3 separate regions of the Mus musculus genome follow, and regions 1 and 2 are each linked to region 3. A link is a contact called in public HiChIP or PLAC-seq data. All regions are on one chromosome and are shown on one strand. Each heading gives the region's core, a stretch centred on a gene start, on an enhancer-like site or on the middle of the called end of the contact. The rest is flanking DNA. Distances are from core to core; before and after follow the strand shown.

Region 1 (4,066 bases), core at 21-2,520, 460 kb after region 3:
CCCAAACCGAAGGTTTCCAGGGAATGGCTGTGTCAACAGAGCCAGGGGGAAGCATGAAGGATACAGATGGAAAGAGAGTATTTTATCTTCAGTTCATTGAACACCTTTATGCAGGGTTGTCCCACCAGAATATTAGCATTTTGATGCTTTAGTGGCTCAGTGCGTAAGAAGGGAGGTAGCACCCCATCAACACTTCTTATGATTCCATGGAGACACACTAGTTCCACATGAACTTGAATTTAATAAGCACCAGCCTGCGGAATGAAAAATGCTTATCATAGTAGCCGCCTCTGGATCCTTGCTGCTCTGTTCATCCAGGGCCCTGGCTTCTTGTCTATGCCTCAGAGAGAAAGCCAGCTATTATCCTAAAAAGAAAAACCCAGGCTAAGCAACCAAAGCTGTGAACTTCTAACCAGCAGAGGTTATACCACCAAACTAAAACAAAAAGGCAACAAATATTGTCACTGTGTCATGTAGAGTTAAATGTCTTTCTCACTGCACACAAGGCACCACGAGCTGGAGAGAACACCCCAGAGGCATTTTTTTATTGGTTGGAACAGCAAGAAATAAAGACTAAGATAAATTTAATATTTAACTCTAAATCTTTAGTCTCCCTCATTAGCTGACTTGCCTGCAGCCACATTGCTGTAAATTAAACGGCCTGTGCTGGTGTGTTGCCAAAACGCACATTCGGTGAATGTTAACAGTGCTCATTCTAACACCCCGATCAGGTTAAAAACCAAAAGTAATCTGTTTGCCATCAGGAGAGGTCGTTAGAAAGAGTGGTTAACAAAAACAAGCTGTTAACTTCTTCTGCAAGTCTGAGTTAGAGGCTGGTACCATTGCCAGCCCCCATGCTGGGGTTTGTGGGACACAATTCACATAGCTAAAAGCAGAGTGTTCTTTGGCTGGGGAATCTCCTCACAGGGAGTCTCAGTGAGGCTGGTTTAGGTTCTCTGGTCAAATCCTTACCACAGTATCATTGTCCAGAGGGATGAAGAAGATGCCTTCAGTCGGGAAGCCGATGAAGATACAGTGATGCCTTTGTGTGCAATGCCACAGAGAAGGGCCCAGGGCTGAATTGCACAGGCAGGGGAGCCTCTGTGCCAGGTCAGAGAAACTCCTTCCTGTGAGCAACTGGCAGAAATCAGGTTTGTTCCTCTCCCACCGCTAACGCATTTGTCATTGTCTTCATTTGTACGTGTGACAGAGAACCAGGGCTCTTATTCTAGAAACGCTGACTGGGCAGCACAGACTGCTCATTATGCAAGAAGAAACCCCTTTAAAGAGTACAAAGGGTGAGCTGCATGTTCCCTTGTGGGGAATGTTTGTGCTTTGTATCGTGTGTGCGCACAGAATTCCTCTATTCAAAACGAAAAACAAAGCAAGCAAAAAATGCAAACAGGGAGAGAAGTCACATTAAATTATATCTGTGCTAAAGGGTAATCTAGGACATATTAAAATATTAGAGAGCTTATTTGCACAAATAGGAGTTCACAAGGGAGAAGATAATTTTTACTTCAGCGTTCTCACCTCTATTAGACTCAAGACACCAGCAATAAACACATCCTACATCCTTCCACCCGTCAGCCTCATCTGACTCCATTCTGGAGGTATCAGTAGGCCTGGTCTTAGCCCAGATTTTCTCAACCTTGGCTGCATTCTAGAATTGCCTGGGTAGCACTAATGTCTCTCAGTGCCCTATCAACACCCAACTCCCACCCCAGACCAAGTACAGCATTGTCTGTAGGACTGTGGTGTGGGTATGGGTATCTTTTAATGCTTTCTAAATGCTTTGAACAAGGAGCCAAGTTTGAAATCACTGCATTTTCAATCCTGTTCCCTGGGTCATTAGAGTGGCCTCAGATCCAGGGAGTCAGGATAGTACTCAAAGTTCCCCCAGGTCATTCTCATATGCAAACCCTCTTGCTTTAAACAGATCCTTCAAATGTGGTCACACAGCTCCCATTAGAAACAGCTATGCCCTTCGATAAAGCAGTCATTCCCAGGCCTTCTCTAGACCTACTCAATCAAAAATGGTATCCACATATTTAAGCTCTTTGGGTGATTCAGGTCCTTATAGTATTTGAGTCCCACATTTTAAAACTTCACCTCTAATTGTAGATTTCTCAACTCCCACAGGGAGAGATCTAGTCCTATACACTAAGGAAGGTGGAGTTTGTCGTCCTAAGCACGTACAAACACCAGGAAATAACAGCCAGGTACACTGGGCACAAAGAACAAGATTTTGAATAGCAGCTATAGCATTTGCTTCCTTAACAGTACAAAGGGCTTGTGTATTCCCCTGTGGGAATGCTGTGGCTTGCTTCATGGACACAGAGTTCCTCTATTAAAAAGAGAAAAACAGGTCAACTGAAATGCAAACAGGGGGAGAAATTACCTTAAACTTGATTTGTGCTAAAAGGTAAACTGAGGCATATTAAAATATTAGAGAGTTTGTTTGGGCAAATAGGAGTTCACAAGCTGGGCAGCACCAGACTGCAGATGGTCTGATGCTCCTGCCCAAGGCCAGGGGAGAAGGTTTTTACAGTGACAGATTGGATGGCTACTGCAGGACCATATTTGAATTCTGCCAGTGTTCCTTGGCAGCTATTGTTCGGTAAGTCTTTTGCTCCTAGGATATGATGGTTTGTGTTGGGATGGGTTTTATTTCCTTATGTAGGAACCCAGGGCACTGGTGCTTGCTATCTTAGTCTAATGCCAAGTAGTTAACACTAATTAGCACCTGGGAAGTGGCACTATTAGAAGTGGCCTTATTGGAAGAAGTGTGTCCTCCAATAAGGGCTTGGGTTTTGAGGCGGCTATGATGAATCACTTCATCAGAAGTGCCCCTGTCAGGATGAATAGAATATGTGTCGGAAACCTCAGGGAAAGCAAGGCCATGTGGAGAAAATAAGGAATGAGTCACTGGAGTTTGGAATCAGACTTTGCCGAGTTTATATGTTCAGTGTTGGCCTTTATCTACAACGTAATGGCGGATGCAAATCAGCAGGTATGCTGCTCTTCAGATTTTGATGGTCAGAAAAGAAATAGAGGCTTCTTGTCCTCACTAGGCTCTCTGTAATGATTCTTATTAAGGTCTTGGCTCATAGCAAGCTCCTGGGAAAAGCTGCCTTATATACTCCTGAGGCCACCAGGTGGCAGCAGCAATCCAATTTGTGATCGTCACCCAGGTGATGGTGAGTGAAGGTGATTTTCCTTTGGTTAGTGTGCTGGTCATAGAAAAGGGGGCTGTGTTAGGCAGGAGTCAGCATATCAAAATCCCACTGACAACCACGAATGTTTAGACGGAGGAAAAATGTAAATGTTCCCAGTAAATGCAATACATTTAATCTATAGAAGGGAAAGAAATTGTAACATTTCCAGACCCACTGTGTGCTAAGCAGCTTCAGTGATATCTCTCATGGACTTATTGACAAGGCCGTGGATGATGAATACCAAAGCTTTCATTTTATAGGAGGGAAGCCATCTCTGTAACAGGTTTAAGAACCTGCCTGAAGTCCCAAGGCAGGCAGGTAGCAGAAGTAGGTACAGGGACAGGATTCGGCCACTGACATCTATAATCATTATACCATGTCAGCCTACTTTTGGTGTCAGGCACCAGTTAAAATGTATTTTGAAGGATGGATGGGGGTTGGATCACAGAATAGTTCAGTGTGTGTGTGTGTGTGTGTGTGTGTGTGTGTGTGTGTGTGTGTAGCATTACCCAAATAGCAGAATTTTGATGAGAGAATGGACCTGTTTTGTGTCCCAGGGTTGATGGTTAAAGGTGCAAGTATGAAGGGTGCTCTCTAAACCCAAACCATGTTGTGGTGATTTGAATAAGCTTTGTACATGGGAAGTAGCACTATTAGGAGGTGTGGCCTTATTGGAGGAGGTGTAACCTTCTTAGAGGAAGTGTGTCACTATGGGGCTGGGCTTTGAGGCTCCTAAGTTCAAGTTCTGCCCAGAGGGGAAGAGAGATTCAGTCTCCTGGTTCCCTTCAGAACAAGATGTAGAACTCTCACCATCTTCTCCAGCACCAGGCCTGTCTAGACTCTGCCAT
Region 2 (4,208 bases), core at 1,064-3,563, 430 kb after region 3:
CCCCTGTACCCATATCTTCAAGGCTTTTCCCTACTTTCTCCTCTATAAGTTTCAGTGTCTCTGGTTTTATGTGGAGTTCCTTAATCCACTTATATTTGACCTTAGTACAAGGAGATAGAAATGGATCAATTCGCATTCTTCTACATGATAACCGCCAGTTGTGCCAGCACCATTTGTTGAAAATGCTGTCTTTTTTCCACTGGATGGTTTTAGCTCCCTTGTCAAAGATCAAGTGACCATAGGTGTGTGGATTCATCTCTGGGTCTTCAATTCTGTTCCATTGGTCTACTTGTCTGTCACTATACCAGTACCATGCAGTTTTGATCACAATTGCTCTGTAGTACAGTTTTAGGTCCGGCATGGTGATTCCACCAGATGTTCTTTTATCCTTGAGAAGAGTTTTTGCTATCCTCAGTTTTTTGTTATTCCAGATGAATATGCCGATTGCCCTTTCTAATTCGTTGAAGAATTGAGTTGGAATTTTGATGGGGATTGCATTGAATCTGTAGATTGCTTTTGGCAAGATAGCCATTTTTACAATGTTGATCCTGCCAATCCATGTGCATGGGAGATCTTTCCATCTTCTGAGATCTTCTTTAATTTCTTTCTTTAGAGACTTGAAGTTCTTATCATACAGATCTTTCACTTCCTTAGTTAGAGTCACGCCAAGGTATTTTATATTATTTGTGACTATTGAGAAGGGTGTTGTTTCCCTAATTTCTTTCTCAGCCTGTTTATCCTTTGTGTACAGAAAGGCCATTGACTTGTTTGAGTTAATTTTATATCCAGCTACTTCATTGAAGCTGTTTATCAGGCTTAGGAGTTCTCTGGTGGAATTTTTAGGGTCACTTATATATACTATCATATCTTCTGCAAAAAGTGATATTTTGACTTCTTCCTTTCCAATTTGTATCCCCTTGATCTCCTTTTGTTGTCTAATTGCTCTGGCTAGGACTTCAAGTACAATGTTGAATAGGTAGGGCGAGAGTGGACAGCCTTGTCTAGTCCCTGATTTTAGTGGGATTGCTTCCAGCTTCTCACCATTTACTTTGATGTTGGCTATTGGTTTGCTGTAGATTGCTTTTATCATGTTTAGGTATGGGCCTTGAATTCCTGATCTTTCCAAGACTTTTATCATGAATGGATGTTGGATTTTGTCAAATGCTTTCTCAGCATCTAACGAGATGATCATGTGGTTTTTGTCTTTGAGTTTGTTTATATACACATTTCTAACTCCTCAAAGAAAACAGTTCCAAAGGCTTAAAAGCCACATGCTCAGCAGCAGCAGCACTGCTTCTCAGGACCTTCTTGCAACCGTTTTTTTTCCCTCCCTAGATTCCACATATACAAGGACACTTGTCTTTCTGGGTCTAACTGATTTCCTTTCATAGGAGAATCTCCAGGGATAACCATTTTTTCCCCCTTTGCAAACAACATTTTCTTGACTGTTTTATAAGACAAATACAAACTACTAATCCCATATCAATACCTGCCTTTTAGAGGGCCGCAATCACTGTAGCTTTGAAATCTGAGGAAATGTTAGTATCTAGTTCTCTGTATCCATACACAGAATGTCCTTTTCAGGTTAGTGCTACAATTAAATCTTTCCCACCTGTGGCCTCACCCAGCACTTCCTACAGACCTTCTTTCTATATATGTATGGACTTGTGAAACATCTATAGACACCATATGATTAACACAAATTCATTGAGACGCATTGGAAAATTCTTTATCCTAGAAGTCAATGTAATGCAAATAAGATTATTTGATTTTTTTTTATGACTAGAAGAGTTGCATAAATAGCCAAAGACCCCAAAATCTAAAAGTATAATGTGGGGAACTGGTTAAGCTAGGGATAGATTCTTATAGCTGAAATACTCAATAGGCATTAAAAAATAATTTGAGTATCAAATATTGAACAAGGATTACCAGGACATTATTGTGTAGAAAAGTCAGGTTATTAACTGATTTGTAATATATGTAATGGTAAATATTCAACAAGTATATCTCATAGAATAAATTTTAAAATCTATAGAATAAAAAGAGGTCACTTTTAGAATATTATTGTTTATCTCTGGGGGGTGAAATTACATTTTTTTTCTTTTTCGCTTTCTAAATGTTTCATAACTCAGTTGTAACACAAAATTTAAATACATCCCAAGGTTCCTCTTGTTAAAGAGTTCTATCCTGTAAGTAAACCATTGTTGGTAACCTTTGGCCTTTCAACCGACCAGGAAGGCTGAGGTTGTTAATATTTTGGATGTGTGAGATAATCTGGCTCAGCTGTTGCTGGTGGCCTGTTCCTCACCCTCATCTGCAGCACTCTGCTAATGATGTGTCAAGATGGCTTGTCACCTTACCCTGGGGAGGAGGAGCAGCCGGTCACTTCATTCTCAGAAACAGGGGAGGTTTTTCTTAATGGGCATTTGAAGACTTGGAGTCATCTAAAAAAAGGTGTGAAATTATAAAAATCCTTTTTTAGCTCTAAACAAAAATAGGCCCACGTATGGGTGTGTGTAGACTAGATGGATGTATTGGTGTCTCTTGATGGGAGAATGTAATTAGTGCCATGTGTGGCTCTGGGCTAGAGTGAGCCATTACTACCCCCCTTTTCAGAGCTCGCAGATGGACAAAATTATGTTTCCTTAATAATGAGGCTCTTAAGTGCCAGCTGCTATCCAGCATTGCAGCCCTCCACGCTAACAAAGCCCTCATTAAATGGTTTGCTTGGGATAATTTGCCTGTTTCTTTCCGTGCTGGCAACTGACAACCTGGTTCCTCCTCTTTTCCCTGAACACCTTTAATCACTCAGAGAAGTCTGTGTCATGTGATGGGATGGTAATTTTTTTTAATCCTACATGTCTTCATATTATTATTTTTATGCCCTCTTTCAAAAGTTTTTAAATGAGGTTGGTCTCTAACATCCTGTGCTATCATTCATTCAGTGGTAAAATAATAATTGCTAATTTTCTTCTTCAGAGAACCAGCGCTTTATCAGGAATAACATTATGCAAATGACTATGCAAATGTCAACCAGTGGAGTCTCTGGGAAAACAGTTCAGAGAAAAACCTTCAGAACATATCCAAAGTTGGCTGAAAAAAAAAAAAAGAGAGAAAAAACCCAGCATTTTGAACTATAAGGTCAGCATGGTAGCAAAGGGAATTTATGACTAATAAGAATTTTACAAGAAAGTTTTATATTGTTAACAATACAAAAAAAGGCAGGGCATATATGGGATATTTTTGTAGGTCAGTTTATTTATGGTGCTACGGGTTGACCTTCACATTTGTCAGATCCCTTTGGGCTGAGTTTCTTCAATGGTGTCTAAAATTTCAAGGTGCTTAACACCTCACCTTTTTGGCTTTAGGAATTCTACCCTTATGTGCTTCACTTTCGATATATTTTATGGTCATTAAGATTTGGGTCTTCTTCACGTTACTGGAAAAAAGTTCACTGAGAGATGAAAAGTACTAGATTTGTACAAAACTTTTGTGCCACTGGTAAAAACAAAACAAAGCAAAACTGTCTGTAAACAGTCTGCTACCCACAAGAATGCCCTTTGAAACACCTGGGAAGGAAGGCTTGCTGTCAGTCAGCCACACGCCTTGGCGAGTTCAGACATGGGTTCCTTGACATGTGAGTGATACACGAATCTACTAAATGACCAAAAAAGGCAAAATTGAAATTCAGTAGATTTTAGGTAGTACATGTGAGATTTTAGCCCAGGGAACCTTGGAGTCCAGAACCCCAGATTGCATTTTCAGCAGACATGGTATATTAAAGCACTAAATGTTAGAAGGGGTTACTTTATTACCATCCTGTTGACCTCCTGGGTCCCACCCACAACCCAGGAAGGAGACAAGGAAGAGCTATCAGATAAGAGGGCTGAGTACTCCCTCCTAGGGCTAGGTACTCCAGGGGCACACAGCCACCAAGGTCTCTTTAACCCAAAGACAAGGTTTCTATGGACCAAAGGATGATCCCTGCTGCTACTATCTCTGTCCTTCAGCCTCTTCGCCTGTGAAGTGGATATGAAAGTGGAGTTGTTACAAGCATTTCAACAGGCTGCTCAGAGAGGGAAATGGAATGTGCTGGTTGAGGTTAGCTTCTAGACATCTTGTTCTAGTACCTGCGTTTATTGCTGCATGAAAGTGGAATTTTAATCTGTCTACACAAGTTTCTTCATGCATTTCAGTTTTTTGTTTGT
Region 3 (4,697 bases), core at 1,205-3,704:
CCAGTCAATGTCACTATTGACAAACACTCTTGCTATGTGCACATTTTCTCAGTTGATAGGTATTAGATAATCCATTGGCCCATTTTGAAAAACAGCTGTAGGCTTGGGTTGGAATCTGGATGGCATATGTAAAAAATTTCTTTGCAAGTCTCTTAAACATGACTCCATCTTCTCATACTCCAGAAACAAGTACTTTGTAAACACAGCAAAACTAAATATTTTTGAGAATTTTTATGGTGAAAATATTGAGAAAGACCGCACTTCTAAAATGAATATAGAAAGTTCCAATTTTATTATATTTGTAGTTTCAAGCATAGTAATATATTTTCACAGGAGTAAATATGCTCACGAGTTAAAAATAAAAGCTGAACTTGCAAGGAACAAATCAAGTACAGTTAAGAATTCCTCGAATTCCTTCTTTTGATGTCAGCCTTTACATCTTTTTTTGCTTTCTATCCCCAAATCCCCAAGGTATCCCATAGTGTGCTTATGTCTGTGGGTCCCATGCAGCTGCAAACATATCCAGCCATTCACTTACCTACTCATTCAGGCATGCATCCATCCCACACCTTATACACTCACTCAACATATACCGAGCTCCTCATGTGCATTGAATAGAAACTCAGATACCTGAAAATTCATGTAGCAAAGATTGGCTAAGGGAGAAAGCTGTCCATGGCTATGTGTAAAAGAAAAGAATCCAGATCATCAGATGAGATGTATATAGTATGGAGGAAACCAGAGCTCATCCACGGCCCAGGCAAAGCTGTGCATGCAACGAAACAAAGGGCCCTTAAAATCTTGCATGAAACACAAAGTTGGTTCCAGAGCAGTGTGTATGAAGTGTAAGATTGGTAGTAGATGGTGAAGAGGGTGGTCTCAGAATATGGACAATATTTTTTCTTTTACATCTTCCTTCTTATTTGGCTCCAGAAGAGACTCCTGACGATTGGGCCTAGAGCCGTGGGCTTGGGATTCCTTTGGGGTCACTTATCAGATATTTACACTATAATTCATAACAGCAGCAAAATTACACTTATGGAAGTAGCAACAAAATAACGTTATGGTTGGGGGGTCATCACAACATGAGGAACTGTAGTAAAGGGCCACAATGAGGAACGTAGAATCTCCATATTACCTTCCCTATGAAACAGGGGAGCACAATGCTTTGGCAGAGAGAAGTTGTAGGGGGAAAGCCTTGCATGATCTAGCAAGATAGTGGGTACAAAGTTCACAAAAGAAAGATGAGGATCCAAGCTGAAGAGGAAGACAGGATGCCCACAGCAGGACAGTGATCTATCCTCTGGCAGCATCTCAAACACGTGCAAAGTGCTACCAACTCAGGCACCTCGTCTGTTCAGAAGGTTTGGCTAGGCAATCCTTATTGCTGCCTCTTCTCCTCCTAAAGTATTTTCAGCATCCTTTCATCTACATGGATGGATAGCCATTACTCCTCACCCTACTTTCAGTGTTACTGTCTCCTGGGTTCTATAGAGGCACTGAGATGGGGAATGAACAAGTTTTGAGAGCCACATTTTTAAAAGGAACCTGGCTAGCCCTCTGTGTCTGTCCTTGTATCTCGGACTCAGAATTCACATGAAGAAATTGACTGAGAGATTTAATTAGGGGTTTTGAAATGCAAATTGAAAAGCGCCTTCCCTTTAACAATTGGGTTCCAACGCTACTATGAGATCAATAATCCTGCCAAGAGAACCTTCAGTTGCTCCCTCCCGTGGAATAAACAGACTTCTTTAATTTGCTCGGACTTCCCGAGGTGACTACTCTGCAGCTTTGGGATGGAGTTTAAAGCACGATAGAAATCTTTGAAAGTAACACTAACATGATCTTAAATTTCCTAGAGAAAACCCAAGTTTTGATTCTGATACAAGAATACCAAATATATAAGAAACCACCTAAAATTCTACAGGTCCCACGTGTCTCTAAATAAGGCACTCTTGCAAGGATATGCTGAAAGCTGCGCTGTTCAAAGTTTTTGTGGGAACCCCATTCAGCCACTTACCAGGTAATCACAAGCGAAGAATGTGCTACTGCATTTCCTGTCTATTCAAAGCCTTCTACCGCCTGCCCCCATCTGGCTTTTGTATTCTGTTTCTCCCTGCTCCACTCTTCCAAAACAGACTCAAAGCCATTACTTCTATAGGCTCGCTCTCCTGCAATCCTCCCTTCTGTCTTTCCAAGTCTTTTTCCACACTAACCTTTTCAGCAATTAATCCCAGAGTGCCTGGTATTATGATTGCATACTTTCATGCTAATATCCCTCATGTCTTCATTAATTTCCCACGTTGTCATGCTCTTGACAAGCAAGTTCTCATCACACCATTTCTGCAGGGATTTACCAAAGTTCAGCACTGGGCTCCCAGCAGGTGCTCTATGAGGAGCAGCTGCATGCAAGGCGCCTTAATTAGCAGTGGCTACAGTGCCACAGACATAAAAGGACAGAGTGTGTTCTGCCTACCTCAGTTTTACAGTGAACTGAATGAGGGTTTTAAGTACCATCGGCCTCTGAGGGTGCGTTGGCATGCATGGCTGTCGCTCGACCACAAATGAGCTAGATAAAAAGGAAATATCATGTGAAAACATTAAAAAATATTGACAGCTCAAACCTAGAGAAATAGGGTACTATTTTCTCTTAGAGTCCAAACATTTTACACCTAGGAGATGCTGAAATCCCCATTCCACTCCAATCTCCACAGCAACTTCTCAGATGATTATTATAAATAAATGATAGAAAAAAAGGCCTGAAGATCTTTCCTAATTAGTAATCTCTCTCTCCTCCCGTCCTTCCTCTCTCTTTCTTTCCTTCTTTCTTTCCTTCTTTCTTTCTTTCTTTCTTTCTTTCTTTCTTTCTTTTCTTCTTTCTCTCTCTTTTCCTTTCCTTCTTTCCTTCTTTCCTTCTTTCCTTCTTTCCTTCCTCCCTCCCTCCCTCCCTCCCTCCCTCCCTCCCTCCCTCCCTTCCTTCCTTCCTTTCCTCTTTCTTTCTTCTTTTGCTTTTATTTTTCAAAACAGGATTTCTCTGTGTAACCATGGCTGTCCTGGAACTCTGTAAATCAGGCTGCCTCTGCCCCTCTGCCCCTCTGCCCCTCTGCCCCTCTGCCCCTCTGCCCCTCTGCCCCTCTGCCCCTCTGCTCCTCTGCCCCTCTGTGCCTCTGCCTCTCAAGTTTCAGGATTAAAGACATGCACCACCACTGCTCAGCTAAGAGTAGTAATTCTTATTTGCTCCAATGGACTCAATACAGGTCCATGTTCACCCTGTACAACAAAAAAGAGACTTAATTTATGTCACTTTTAACTGAGTATTGGGACTTCGGGTGTGTATTAGAATTTTTTTCTTCAGTGAACTTACACAAAGTGCTTTCCACCCTTTTTGAGTGTAGATACATACTCAAGAAGAAAGAAGTCTTCGTTAAACTGTGAAAACTGCGTGGGAGGTGGGGGTATGGGTTATTACCTTATGGAAAACTGAGTCAGCTGCTGGGAGAAGAGGTGGTGATTAAGAAGCAAAGAGTGGAAATGTAGATGGAACTCTCTGGGGTGCTATCATGGCTTTCTGGAGGCAATATTCTCTACTGTCCCTCCACCCCAGGGTCCCCCACAGCTCCATGCTGAGGAGGTCTACAATCCTTGTGATTCACTTACTTCTTGAAAAGGTTGTAGATCAGGAAGGTAGCTCTTTCCAGGAGGTGTGCTCTTTGAGCAGGGATGGGATCCCCTTCATAGGTCATTTTAGTAGATTGCTCCTGTAGTTTCTCCAGTTGCTGTCTGAGTTGGAAAAGACTCTCTGCCAGTAGGGTAAAGCTATTGAACAGCAAATGAGAAGGTTTTTTTTTTTCCTTCCCTACTTAACGATCAAGCTAGTTTAGCAACTGATCATATTTCATAAGTAACAAATGACTAAGTGATTGTTAAATTAATTAAAATTATGATTACTAACAATTCTTTATATTTTCCTAACCTCTTTCTTCCTGAATATGAATTATGTTCAATATTTTCTAATTTGTGCTTTCAATTTACAGGCATCCTTTATGAAATATTGTCAACATCTGGAAACAAATTTCTTTTAATTGGCCTTTAGATCCTGTTAAGTATGCATATTAAGAATATGCCTCCCACTAAAAGTCAGAGACAGACCAATTTAAAATGCAGAGTATAGGACATGAAGAATGTTGTTGTGTAAAATTCATCTCCCTCCCCCTATACACATTTGCAACTCCTAAGTGCTAGTGGGAAGTGATGACTTGGTCATTCTGACACAAGTGAGTGTTTGGGAAGCCTTGCTTTGACACTCAAGTGCAACGCTGCTCACTGTGTGCTGATCTTGGCTTAGAAATGGAGGTGAGGATTAGGTCAGAATAGAGAAGAATTAGAAAGACCGAAACAGAAGAAGAGGAAGGGGAAGAGGACAGGGTCTACGGCTAGAGGAGCAGAGCATCTCTCTGCAGTCTCCCCGGCAACTCTTTCTCAAGTACACAGGAAGGACCAGGGAGGGAGCTGTGGCAGGTCCCATCAATTTGTGGCTTTCATTACTCCCTGTGTTGCTTGTCTTGTTTTCACAGTAGAGTACTTTGGGTTTAGAGAATTGAGGGAAATCAGTGTGTTGGAAAGTGAGCCCACATCTTTACTTCGCTTGAGAAGGAAACCTGAGGTATGGCGTATGGCGATTTTCCATTTTTCTTGAA

Evidence for each region. HiChIP or PLAC-seq counts read pairs in DNA pulled down with a chosen protein or histone mark.
Region 1: a contact with region 3 is called in an H3K4me3 HiChIP or PLAC-seq map of embryonic basal ganglia, with 5 times the contacts expected there. The contact joins two enhancer-like sites. A contact is called at or near these places in 2 of 484 Hi-C or Micro-C datasets (bone marrow-derived macrophages and double positive thymocytes) and 4 of 115 datasets of contacts at active chromatin or transcription factors (bone marrow-derived dendritic cells, embryonic basal ganglia and embryonic stem cells).
Region 2: an H3K4me3 HiChIP or PLAC-seq map of embryonic basal ganglia shows a contact between it and region 3, with 2.8 times the contacts expected there. The contact joins two enhancer-like sites. A contact is called at or near these places in 3 of 15 datasets of contacts at CTCF or cohesin (the NIH/3T3 cell line, hippocampal excitatory neurons and large pre-B cells), 46 of 484 Hi-C or Micro-C datasets (the 3T3-L1 cell line, 3T3-L1-derived adipocytes, B cells and 30 more) and 8 of 115 datasets of contacts at active chromatin or transcription factors (the HPC-7 cell line, PVALB interneurons, bone marrow-derived dendritic cells and 4 more).

The regions. Positions count from the first base shown.
Region 1 is chr1:51,614,790-51,618,855 of GRCm38.p6, reverse strand. No RefSeq gene overlaps it. Among named protein-coding and RNA genes, the nearest start is that of Gm31636, 5.7 kb to the left of the region's middle. Within about 2 kb of position 1,270, at least 41 of the 459 cell types and tissues checked have an H3K27ac peak or open chromatin away from gene starts, as enhancers often do. A contact at or near this core is called in embryonic basal ganglia, where this site is marked.
Region 2 is chr1:51,648,951-51,653,158 of GRCm38.p6, reverse strand. No RefSeq gene overlaps it. Among named protein-coding and RNA genes, the nearest start is that of Gm31636, 29 kb to the right of the region's middle. Within about 2 kb of position 2,313, at least 43 of the 459 cell types and tissues checked have an H3K27ac peak or open chromatin away from gene starts, as enhancers often do. A contact at or near this core is called in embryonic basal ganglia, where this site is marked.
Region 3 is chr1:52,077,613-52,082,309 of GRCm38.p6, reverse strand. It overlaps Stat4 (signal transducer and activator of transcription 4), which reads right to left. Exons shown (of 24, transcript NM_011487.5): 9 at 3,658-3,816; 10 at 2,477-2,569. Among named protein-coding and RNA genes, the nearest start is that of Gm31812, 34 kb to the left of the region's middle. Within about 2 kb of position 2,454, at least 30 of the 459 cell types and tissues checked have an H3K27ac peak or open chromatin away from gene starts, as enhancers often do. A contact at or near this core is called in embryonic basal ganglia, where this site is marked.